Regions from separate parts of the Mus musculus genome. Here regions 1 and 3 are each linked to region 2. The links are chromatin contacts, called in public Hi-C and HiChIP or PLAC-seq maps. All regions are on one chromosome and are shown on one strand. The core of a region is the stretch at or near the end of the contact, and the rest is flanking DNA. Distances in the headings are between cores, read along the strand shown.

Region 1 (3,739 bases), core at 100-2,599, 190 kb after region 2:
ACAAGCACAGTTTAAGACAACTGTCTTGATGCTTTTATTCACTAACAGTTCCTTCTATCCTCAGAAGGAAAAATGCAAGCAGTATCCTAACTCAAAAGGCATCCTGAGTTTTCACTTCTACACTAACAGAGCTGCCCACTGATGACTTTATCTCCATCACAGCACGTGTGCGTTTGTGCGCTGCAGCATCCCCTCCACACCCATCAGGACACAGCGGGACGCGGAGATACTCTGTGTGTTTAGAAGAATTGACCCTCTGGACAAGAGCTTAAAAGGAGCTTTTGATCCCAACTCCTCATAGGCAGAGTCAGGCAGATCTCAGCCAGTTAGAAGCCAGCCTGGTCTATGTAGTGAATTCCACCGACAGCTAGAGCTACATAGTGAGGCTCTGCCTCAAAAAAAAAAAAAAAAAAAAAAAAGTTTCAAGTTGCAATCAAATTATTATTACCAACAAAGCCATCTTTCACCAAAGGCAACCACTGCCCCAATTTTAATTGTAAGCTCGTTTTTAAAATGCACACAAATTGCATTCATTACTCACACATGTCTGGTTCATAGCTATCTTTTAAATTTTATTTTCTCTCAGAATTTTTGGGTGTATCCTCCCTGATACTGTAATATCAAAAAGTATACTAGGATCTTGACACACAAGCAGATCTTTCAACTTCTGCTGCAATCTGGTGAATAAAAGATAGAGAACAGTATTTGCAGAAAAAGTCAAATTCCTGAAATCAATGCATGGTGAGATAGAATGGACTGGGTTTTACTATTTTAAAATTACTATGCCAGAATTTAAGCTCAAATAACTATACTTAAACCATTCATGGGAACTCTAATAGACACATTTAATATATACATGTGGCTAAGACAAGCAATTTTCCACATTTTTGAAGCTTCATGACTACACACATTCAGTAGAGGTTATTATTATTAAAATAATACTGTTTGGTTACAAATCCCACTCCTGCAGTAACAGTATTACACTTACTACATTTATGATGCTACAGCCCGAACAATCATATCTGGGTGGGACAGGCTTTTACAGTTTGCAAGTTAACGAACTGTGGCACTGCGGTACTCTCTCATGCAAGGAATGAAAAGTTCCACAAAATTCGAATGGTCATCTTCAAAGACACACGACCTCGAGTACACCGGATGGTAAACATTACATAAACAACGCCAAAGTCAACTCATAAACAAACACCAACACCGAAACAAAGCTCTATAGCTACTTCAGCGTACTAAGACGGGGTGTGGGGGTGGGGAGGGGATGCAGAGCACCTACGAGGAAAGGCTCAATTAACTGCCGCCCGTGCTTTCATCCTCCGATCTTAAACAAAAGACGCTGGATGCTTTCGGTGGAGAGCGCTTTCTGCAGAGGGATTTGGGGTTGCAAACGCCCCTCCTCCACGGCCACCAACAGGCCCCTTTCTTCCTCCTCCCTCACCCCTCCCAGCTCAAACAAATTAACATTCGCACTAAGGTACCTCCTATCAGCTCGCAGCTTCTTCCCAAACACGCCCACGCACCCTGAAACCCGCCTGCGTCTACACCGCACACGGCGGCAGGAAAAGCGCTTCGAGGGGGGCGGGGAGCCGCGGCGGCAGCGCACAGGTCCGGGCTCCCTTCCAGGTCAGCTCCCCATCGCCTCCCCGAGCCCGGTGTTTACGAGCCCGCCTAAGCCCACACAGCAAAGGAATCCCAGGCGCTGCGGGCAGCTAGCGCGGCGGTGCGGGACCCCCCTCCGTGTCCGCACGCGGCCTCCGCCGCCGCGGCGCCGCTCACCCCGCGCTCCGCGGGCGGTTCGGCCCCGCAACAGGTCACCCGCCTCGGCTCGGTGACGGGGGTGCAGGCGCCCCGGCCGAGAGGGGGTGTGGCTGGCGCGGCGGGGCCCGGCCCCGGCTCACCTGAGAGGCTGAGGCGACGCCGGGGCCTCCGCCACCGCGGGACCGCGAGCGACCCGCAGCCCGCCCTCCCGCGCCGCGCACCGCGGCCGCCGCCGCCATTGCCCGCGCCTCCCCACACGCCCGCACGCCACGCCGACCTGTGCAGCCGCGGCCGTCGCCTCCGCTTCGCCCGCGGCTCCGAGGCAATCGCTCGCCCAACCGAGCAGTCGGCGTCTCTCATTCAGCGCCTGCCGCCGGCGCTCGGGGGAGGGGAGTGCGCTGGATCCACCCCGGCCGCGCAGGGGGCGCGCGCCGGGCGGGCGGGGCGGAGCGGCGCGCGCACCAACCGAGCGCGCTCGCGCGGCCGGGAACGCCGGGTCGCCGGGGTCTCGGCGCAGTCTGCGGGCGCCGGGCTATGCCCCCCGAGGCCAACTGCCGCCCCGTACCGGTGTCCGAGGCGCGTGCCCCAGCCGCAGGCGCAGCACCGGCCGCAAGGACGAGCCGCAGGGTTCAGGACGGACAGGTGGGGCCCCGCGGCTGCTCCCCGCACGGGTCTCGTTGGCGCCTGGGACGCGGGCGTTGCTCCCCGCTCGGGCCAGAGGACAAAAGTCTGGAAACGCTTGGCCCCCAGATCAAATACCCAGCCCGTGAGGGCGGCGTCCTTAGGAGTCGTGGCGGACAAGTGGAGGGGGACTGCAAATGTGAAGAGTCACCCCACAGCCGTGGGATCTTAAATGATGGAGTCTGCACTCTAGCACATCATCATGCCGGAAGTGTTGGGTCGGCCTCTAGGTGTTAAGCAGGGTGGCTGCCGGTGGTTTAAGGAGCAAATAACAATATTTGGGATCCCCTAGTCCCGGATTGATGAGTTTCAGGTGGACTGTATTTTCACGCCATTGCGGGAACGTGATTCTAAAAGGTGAAATTTTTCCTGTGAATGAAAGGGAATAGAAGGGTGTTGTTTCTTGGGGTGCACCTAGGTGGCCTACTTAAACTTAGCACCATTTGATGCAGTGTGACTTAGTGGAAGGTTTTCAGTGAGCCACCTTGGTGTAATCATTAGGTCATTCGGGAATAGATGCGATCCTTTTCTAGGCAATGTGCAGTGGAGGGTGGAGGGACAGTTCTATAGCAGCACTGAGTGTAGATTGTGAAGGGACCAAATTCGTTTTGATTTCCTTTTTCCCTATAATAACTAATCAAAACAGTGGATTCTTTTATGCAGAAGAAAGTTAAACACTGTCCCTTTTGACCACTGTTCCCTTCTGTGGAGAAGGTAGAAGAACGCTCCTTCATCCCCTTGGTTAAAACATGCCCATGCAAAAGTAGGTGGAAGATAAAAACGAAGCAAGGAAAAGCGATAAAGCCCAGTGCTGGTTTTTTATTCCGTTTTAAGTTGGAAGTCTCTCCAATAGATGCACAGAAACCAAAAAGAAGAAAAGCCTGTCAGAAATCTTCAACTGAGCGTAGACTAATGAAAAGGGGGCGGGGCTAAGGAACACTAGTGACCAAAAGGCTCCAGGAGAATTACTTAGATGCAGTTTTCACTTCGATGCTGTTTGCTTCAAGTCCCAAAGAAACAACAGACAAACTGAAGTAACAGTTGGGAGGGGGAACCCTTTGAGTCACTGAGTAAATGATTGATCTTTCTTTCCCCAAGTTAGTAAGAGATTAAGGGAAAGGTGGATGGCTATGTGCCAACAACAATACATTCAAAGATAGATAGATACATACATAGATACATAGATACATAGATAGAGATACGTGTGTGTGTGTGTGTGTGTGTGTGTGCGTGTGTGTGTAATTGTCCCAAGTTATTAACTGCTTTTAAAGTAGGAAAAAATAAGGAGCCT
Region 2 (3,488 bases), core at 286-2,785:
TAATAAATCTGTGTCCACTATGCCTACTGCTCAACTGTGGTTCCTGCTTCTCCTTGGGTTTGAGACAAGGAACTTGGGATCCACTGACTCTGGGTGGCCGTGGTTATTATCTGATTGTCAGGGATCCTAGCGACCCAGCTAAACTCCGAGAGCAGCAACAGGCTCTTCTCTCAGTAAACAGATGTCAGTTTCACAAATGGTAACCAATTCAAAAACAGAAAAACTGTGATGCGATGTTTATAGTGAAAACAAGGTTTAATGCCAGCTAATTTCTTTATTATTTCTGGGGTATGTGGAGCATCTTAAATGTCATCTAGAAAGTACAATGTACAGCAAAATATAATCTTTAGTTGAAAATTTTCATTTTATAACAATGAATTTACCTTTTGTCTCCTTAAAGGGAGCTTGTATACTTTAATTTTTTTCTGAAGACAGGTTTTTATATTTTGTTGTAAGTGTCCCCTCACTCCTGCCCCAGCTTTTGTATTTTTGTATTTTTAAAGCCAAACTACACAACTTTCAGTGTGAAAGACACCAAAACTAACAAAAATAAACAGAGAAAGGGACTTTCTGGGTAACAAAGGGAATGTAAGACACCAAAAACCCCAACCCAACCCAAACCAAAACAAGCAAAAGAAACCCCTGAACCATTAAAATAATTACAGTGATGCCCAGAAAGATCACAGTCCAGTTTTCCCTTCTTTTCTTTTCTTTCTTTTTAAAATTTTTTAGTTTTTTTCTATTGTTCTTTTGGTGTTTTGGGAGAGTCTGACTATGTAGATTAGGGCTGGTCTCTAACTTACAGATATCCATCTGTTTTTGAGTTACCATGTCCAGCTTAAGGCACAGCATTTCGTTTTGTTTTGTGTTTTTAAAGGGGAAAGGTGCCATTTAAAGAAATGGATACAACTGCATAAGAAGCCAGTCTTGGAAACTACTAACAGTTTTATCCCACTGGGGACTGTAAATACCAATTGTGGAAATCTCCTAGGAGTAAAACAAAAAACAAACAAACAAAAATCAAAGTAATGGAAAAAAAGAAAGGTCAAAGGTCATCCTGCAGGCGTTTCAGTGGGAAAGACCAGAGAATGAGCGCACATAATCAATTAAGCATACTAGAAAGCATTTCAGTGCCACGTTCATAAATCACTGGTCCAAAGGCATGGCGGAGAAATGAGGCCCACAGCCAGGTACTTAATCTTGAGTTGTCAGAGCATCGAGAACGCAGAGATGAGCTGGGTAAGGAGAAGTCACATACAAAGCGCAGGGATGAGGACAAAGGCGGCACACAAACCAGGGCACGAGGAACAGTGCCTTCAGAGTGATCGATCCCTTCGCCTTTTTGCACAGGACCGTACTAAACAGTAACTCCACCAAAATGAAGTGTAGGCCGAGGCAGAGAGAATTAGGATCAAAAAGGAACTGAAAGGAAGCATAGCGGGTTCCATAGCAAGGAGATGAGAGCTTGCTACGGTGGTTTGAATAAGAAATGAGCTAGCTCCACGGTCCTGCATTTGAACATCTCGTCTCCAGTTGGTGGCGCTGTTTGGGGAGCTTTAGCCGGTGCAGCGGTGGGGCTGGGATCGGTGGAGGAGGGCTTTGAGCTTAAAGCCTTGCAAAGTTTCAGTTTGCCCTCTCTGCTTATGTTTATAGCTAAGTATGTAAGCTCTCAGCTTCCTGGTCCTGCAGCCCCACTTAACCCTTGCCAGGCAGCTCATAACTACTGTAACTCCAGCTTTCTGTATTCTTGATGCTAATACCTGGCTGTGGGTCTCATTTCTCCACAATGCCTTCGGTTGCTTTGAATGGTGTCTTATGGAAGCAATTAAAGAAAATAAATCATCCTCTGAAGAGAGCGATGTTTGGAGAAAAAAATTAAAGCATCCCGCTGTGGTTTGAGTCATCATGGGGGGGGGGAGGTGGCATGGGGAGAGATGAATGATAAACTACACGGAGAATAAAGCAAAACAACAACAGCAGGTATTCTTTTAAATTGAGCTTCATTTGTACTTTTCATATACGTATGTGGCCGTGTCTCTCTTCTGCCCTAGGTTTGGGGGTGTCCTGAGAGGTCAGATCCCCTGGATCTGAAGTTGTAAGAAGTTATGAGCTGCCTGCCACAGGTGCTGGGACCTGAACTCTGTTCCTCTTGAAGAGCATCAAGCGATCATAACCGCGATCTAACCGCTGAGTCATTTCTCTAGTCCCACAAAGGCAGTCTCTAAGGCGGGTATGGGGTAGAGGTGGGGACTCTAAAGAAAGGAAATGAGTCTGGATTTAACATGGAGTAGTATTTGCCCAGAAACAATAAAAGTACTAAATATTGGTTATTATTTTTTGGCATTACTTTTTGATTGATATGTAGTAATTATATGCATTTTGGCATGGCTTATTTTAATACAGTGTATGCTGAATATTTAATTTTTTTCTATTTTTAACTTTAAAATGTTTTAATTTTTGGTTTGGGAGCTGGTTCAGTCCATAATGGCCTTGTCCAAGTGCAGGGACTTGGGCTGGCGTCCTAAGCATGCACTTGAAAAATCAAGTCAGACAGGAGAGTGTACGCCTATAATCCCATTGCCAGAGCCAGTGGTGGAGACAGGAGGATTCCTAGGACTTGCTGTATAGCCAGGCTAACTGAAATAGCAACCTCTGGTTCTGAGTGAGATCCTGTGTCAAATAAGGTGGGGGTTAACTGAGGAAGACTTCTGGTATTGACCTCTGGCCTCTACAGGCCGACACCCACAGATGTACTGCACACTTCTCTCTCTCTCTCTCTCTCTCTCTCTCTCTCTCTCTCTCTCTCTCTCTCTCACACACACACACACACACACACACACGTTGTAGTCTGTTAAAATGCATAACTAATCATGTCAGACTCTGTTGCTCTTTTGTGCTACAAAACATTAGATTGGCACCAACTGTGGTTTGAAACCGTTCTCCACTCTCTACTGTCGAACAGCTGATTGTTAAGTGGGCCAGTGGAAGTGTGTGTGTGTGTATGTGTGTATACACATGTGAGCATGTGTCTGGGGATCAGAAAAGTATATATGTAAAAGAGATGAATCTTCGCCTTTTCTGGTGACAGTCAATAAAGAGTGTCTAAAATGAAAATTAGATCAAGATTAATAGCCTTTTAAAATGTGTAGTTAAAGTTTTAAGAATGGGTAAGGAAATACAGGAGGTTGCCCTCAGAGTCAGAGTCTCTGAGGGAAAGTACTCGCTGCACTGTTGTTTGTATTTTATGCTTTTAAGTAATTCTTAACTTCGGAAACTATGAAATTATGCATAACTGTATAACACTATAAAAATCAATGCCAGTTGTTCAACATCTCTGCTTCCCTTCAGTTTTATATTGTACTACCCTCTGCCCCCCTGGCCCACTGAGTTCACAGGCATCTAAGACAGTGTCAGACTCACCTGAAATCTACCAGAAACAACCAGAAAACTATCTCTCTCCCCACTTCTAGGAGAGAAGCTGCCAGCCA
Region 3 (3,278 bases), core at 678-3,177, 250 kb after region 2:
GCCTGGCTCTGAGTTTTTAAATTCATGACTACTTTGTAAGGGAGGGACCTTTTGTAACATGTGACCGTTCTGCTTAAACAATTCCATCTTTCAGTCAACATTAATTTGAAAGTGACTTCCACAGGACCTGCTGCTGCTAACTTTTGAAAATGGTGCCATTTCTTGACACGGTGCAATGGTGTAGAAAAGTGAAGGCCACAGAGTTGCCATAATTTTCTTTTTTTTGATGCAGGGTTGGCTTCCAACTCTTGGTAATCCTCCCAGTTTGGGCTTCTGAGTGCTGAGATGTTAGGAATGAGCCTGCATACCCAGCTGTGCTTATATATATATATATATATATATATAAATATATGGGGGGGCCATTTTGGAATAAAGCTGTCCATGACTTACTCCAGCATTGAACAACTGGGCCTCCTGCGACTGTATGTGGCTGGAGTAGCAAGCATGTATCCTTCCTCTTTCTCCTCCCAAGGGAGCAAGCGTAGTAAATTATAGCTGAAGTGTGTAACTTCTACTTCCCTCTAGGAGGGCGGGGTAAGCCTGGGGGAGTGTCGACATTTGCATTCACAACAGCTATTTTCTACCCTGTGGGTCAGCAACTGAAAGTTGTTTTTGCCTTCACAGGAAAAAAGAGAGAGAGAAAGAAAGAGGGGGTGGGCAGAAAGGGGGCTTATGTACATAGTTATGAATGTGTGGAGCTCCTTGTAAATGTTTCTAAGATCACAGAGATGTAAAGCTGTCTCCTCCAGACAAGCAGGCTAACGGCTTAAGTGTCCGTGAAATTTTAGATCTGTGATCATACAGATGACCAAGAAGCTACTTTCTATAAAACACAGTCCCTAGTGGGGTGGGATGAGAGAAACTGCTTGTAATGGGATATATTAAACCATCTTCGCAGACAAGATCCAAACAAGCTAAGAGCAACGGTAAAGCGGGATGCAACTGTGGAGGTAGTTAGGCTTCACGTCTGTGTGCACGCCGGTAGCCAAGAGATTTACCCAGCTCCCGTGTGGGCGCATCTGTCCCTCCTTTAAATCCGATTTCTCACCATCTGCTCCTTTACTCCAGCCTTGGCTGTAAATAAAAAAGCGATGCACAGCAATGTGTTGTGTTGCCAGGCAGCAATCTGTGGATCTCCAAAAGTCAATTCTGAGATGAAAGTCTGGGGGCTTCATTAGTTTCCCTGACAATAGAAAGTGTGGGAGAGTTGACAGTGATTTTAGAAACTGGATTTCCAACTGCCCTTGGTAAACATGGAGTGCTTAATTGTCTGGTTTTTAAGAATCCTGTAAGCAACCCTGAAACGAGTTGGGAGGATTCAGCATTCAGAGAAGGGTTTCCCTTGCCCTGAAGAACAGTGAGGACCTTGTGAGACCCCCGTCCCCACAGCCACAGTGAACAAGTCAAGGAGAACCCGAGGAACAGCTGTGGCGCCCTGGGACCTTGATGCTTCCAAGTTTGCAGCAGGGAGGGAGGGGGGGAGTGAAGGACAGAGGAGTCAGGCATGACTTGAAGACTGGTATCTAGGAAATAAGTTTGTGGCCCTGAGAATGTGCCAGAAGAGCCAACCATCTGGCAGCTGTGGGGAGGGATCAGCTGACCTCTGACCTCCAGCTGGGGCCTTAACAACTATATAAAATTTATAACACACCCTTCCTGAGGGAAACCTGGTATACCACACGTCTTCAAATGAATCCAGCTAGTTCTTTTCGGTCTCATGGGTAAAGTGTAAAAAGGAGAAAAAAAAAATTTTTTTTTTTAAATCATGTTTAAAGAGGTCACTCACTGCTATGGCAGAGAAGACCACACCCACTCTGCTAGGCAACAACAGGGAAAGCAAACTCCATGTCGCCACCAGGTCTCAGTCCAGACAGCAGCAGGAGCGGGTAGAATTCACTCCCAGGGTGCACGGTGATCACTGTGAGTCATTGTTCATTCACAGCTCCCTTCCCATTGTAAGGAGGGACTTGCCAATTTGGAGCCCTGTGGTAAGCCAGCAAGCTCTTGGCAATTGCAGCTGGGGCCTGAGGTCGTGTAAAGATTGTTAGTCAAATAAGTAAATGCCCGGAGGGTGATGGGGGGGGGGGCATCACGCTTCTTGCTGTCTGGAGGAAATTACAATTCAGACAATAGACTGTGTTGCTAGACTGTGTGGTCCAAGAGCTGGTGCAAACGCAGAGCTTTGAGTAGACATAGATATTGAATTAGTGTAAAGGTAAATACATGTGTATGTGGTTACACACACACACAAATTCATAGATAGATAGATACATACATACATACATACATACATACATACATACATACATAGATAGATATAGATACATATGTAGGTGGGTATACACACACATACATTTGTGTGTGTGTATTTCCTGGTTCTCTAGGCTGAGAAGGTTAGAAGCAAGGATATCCTGACAGTAGTGAGCATGCCTAGATAAGAGTTCAGCTTCTAAATATCATTCTCCACTTAAATGGTTGACTACACTAGGGCTGGAGTGTTGAAAATAAACTATGGGACAGGGGCATTTATACTATGAAGTAAGGAGATGTTTAAAGCGTGTTGGGGATATAGCAAAAGCACCCAGAAGTTGGCTGCCCTGAAGGGCTTCTTACAGGTCGAGGCTGATCTGGGACTCCTGGGTTCAGGAGAACCCCAGACCTCAGCTTTCTGAGTAGCTAGGACTACAGGTGGGGTCACCATGCCCAGCAATAGTTCCTGATTTTAACGCTTAGAGTACAACAGGAATCCATGGGTCTGTACTAATTAAGAGGGAATAAACAAGGTTGGGGAGCTAGTTCCATGAGCAAAGCGCCTGCTTTGCAGACACAGAGACATGAGTTCAATCCCCAGGATTCTGAGGACAAGTTAGGAGTGAAGGCATGAACCTGGGTTCCCGTGGCTTGGGAGTCAGAGGCACATGGATCCATGGGGCAACCTGTGGCTTGGCTAGTTCCAGGCTCATGTTAGATCTATAGCTCAAAAACAAAACCACCAAACAAAATGCCCAGGAAAACTCAGGTACATGATGTCCGAGGAACTACGCCCAAGGTTGTCTTTTGGCCTCCACATGCAGGCACACACATGAGCCGTTTTACACAAGAACAAAACAAAATGTGCAAATAGAGAAAAGAAGCAACCTTTGTCTTTCAATGGAAGCTTTAAGGTATCTTATGACCAAATACTTAGGTGTCGCTCTGTGAAAATCTCTCGTCAAATACTGACTTTAGCAAGCGGACAAATTGGTAGCTTTTCCCTCCTGGCACGATGCAATGAGGAG

Evidence for each region. A called contact is a pair of places that touch in the nucleus more often than the background predicts. HiChIP or PLAC-seq counts read pairs in DNA pulled down with a chosen protein or histone mark.
Region 1: an H3K4me3 HiChIP or PLAC-seq map of neural tube shows a contact between it and region 2, with 4 times the contacts expected there. The contact joins the promoter of 4930439D14Rik here to the enhancer-like site in region 2. A contact is called at or near these places in 13 of 39 promoter capture datasets (the 3T3-L1 cell line, 3T3-L1-derived adipocytes, the C10 cell line and 9 more), 1 of 15 datasets of contacts at CTCF or cohesin (large pre-B cells), 5 of 484 Hi-C or Micro-C datasets (embryonic stem cells, forebrain, nephron progenitors and 2 more), 25 of 115 datasets of contacts at active chromatin or transcription factors (the HPC-7 cell line, SST interneurons, T-cell acute lymphoblastic leukemia and 17 more) and 3 of 9 other capture datasets (embryonic stem cells, liver and pancreatic islet).
Region 3: a Hi-C map of muscle stem cells shows a contact between it and region 2, with 1.9 times the contacts expected there. The contact joins two enhancer-like sites. A contact is called at or near these places in 6 of 484 Hi-C or Micro-C datasets (the G1E-ER4 cell line, embryonic stem cells, erythroblasts and 3 more), 6 of 115 datasets of contacts at active chromatin or transcription factors (cardiomyocytes, embryonic stem cells, fetal liver and 2 more) and 1 of 9 other capture datasets (embryonic stem cells).

The regions. Positions count from the first base shown.
Region 1 is chr1:156,937,445-156,941,183 of GRCm38.p6, forward strand. 4930439D14Rik (a long non-coding RNA gene) reads left to right here and starts at 1,350. Exons shown (of 2, transcript XR_003948625.1): 1 at 1,350-1,614; 2 at 1,683-2,751. Ralgps2 (Ral GEF with PH domain and SH3 binding motif 2) reads right to left here and starts at 2,182. Exons shown (of 19, transcript NM_001159967.1): 1 at 2,045-2,182.
Region 2 is chr1:156,751,011-156,754,498 of GRCm38.p6, forward strand. Gm39683 (a long non-coding RNA gene) reads left to right here. Exons shown (of 3, transcript XR_865660.1): 3 at 2,052-2,251. Among named protein-coding and RNA genes, the nearest start is that of Gm39683, 8.4 kb to the left of the region's middle. Within about 2 kb of position 1,536, at least 79 of the 459 cell types and tissues checked have an H3K27ac peak or open chromatin away from gene starts, as enhancers often do. A contact at or near this core is called in T-cell acute lymphoblastic leukemia, differentiating embryonic stem cells, embryonic limb bud and 5 more, where this site is marked.
Region 3 is chr1:156,996,179-156,999,456 of GRCm38.p6, forward strand. No RefSeq gene overlaps it. Among named protein-coding and RNA genes, the nearest start is that of Gm39685, 8.1 kb to the left of the region's middle. Within about 2 kb of position 1,928, at least 107 of the 459 cell types and tissues checked have an H3K27ac peak or open chromatin away from gene starts, as enhancers often do. A contact at or near this core is called in muscle stem cells, where this site is marked.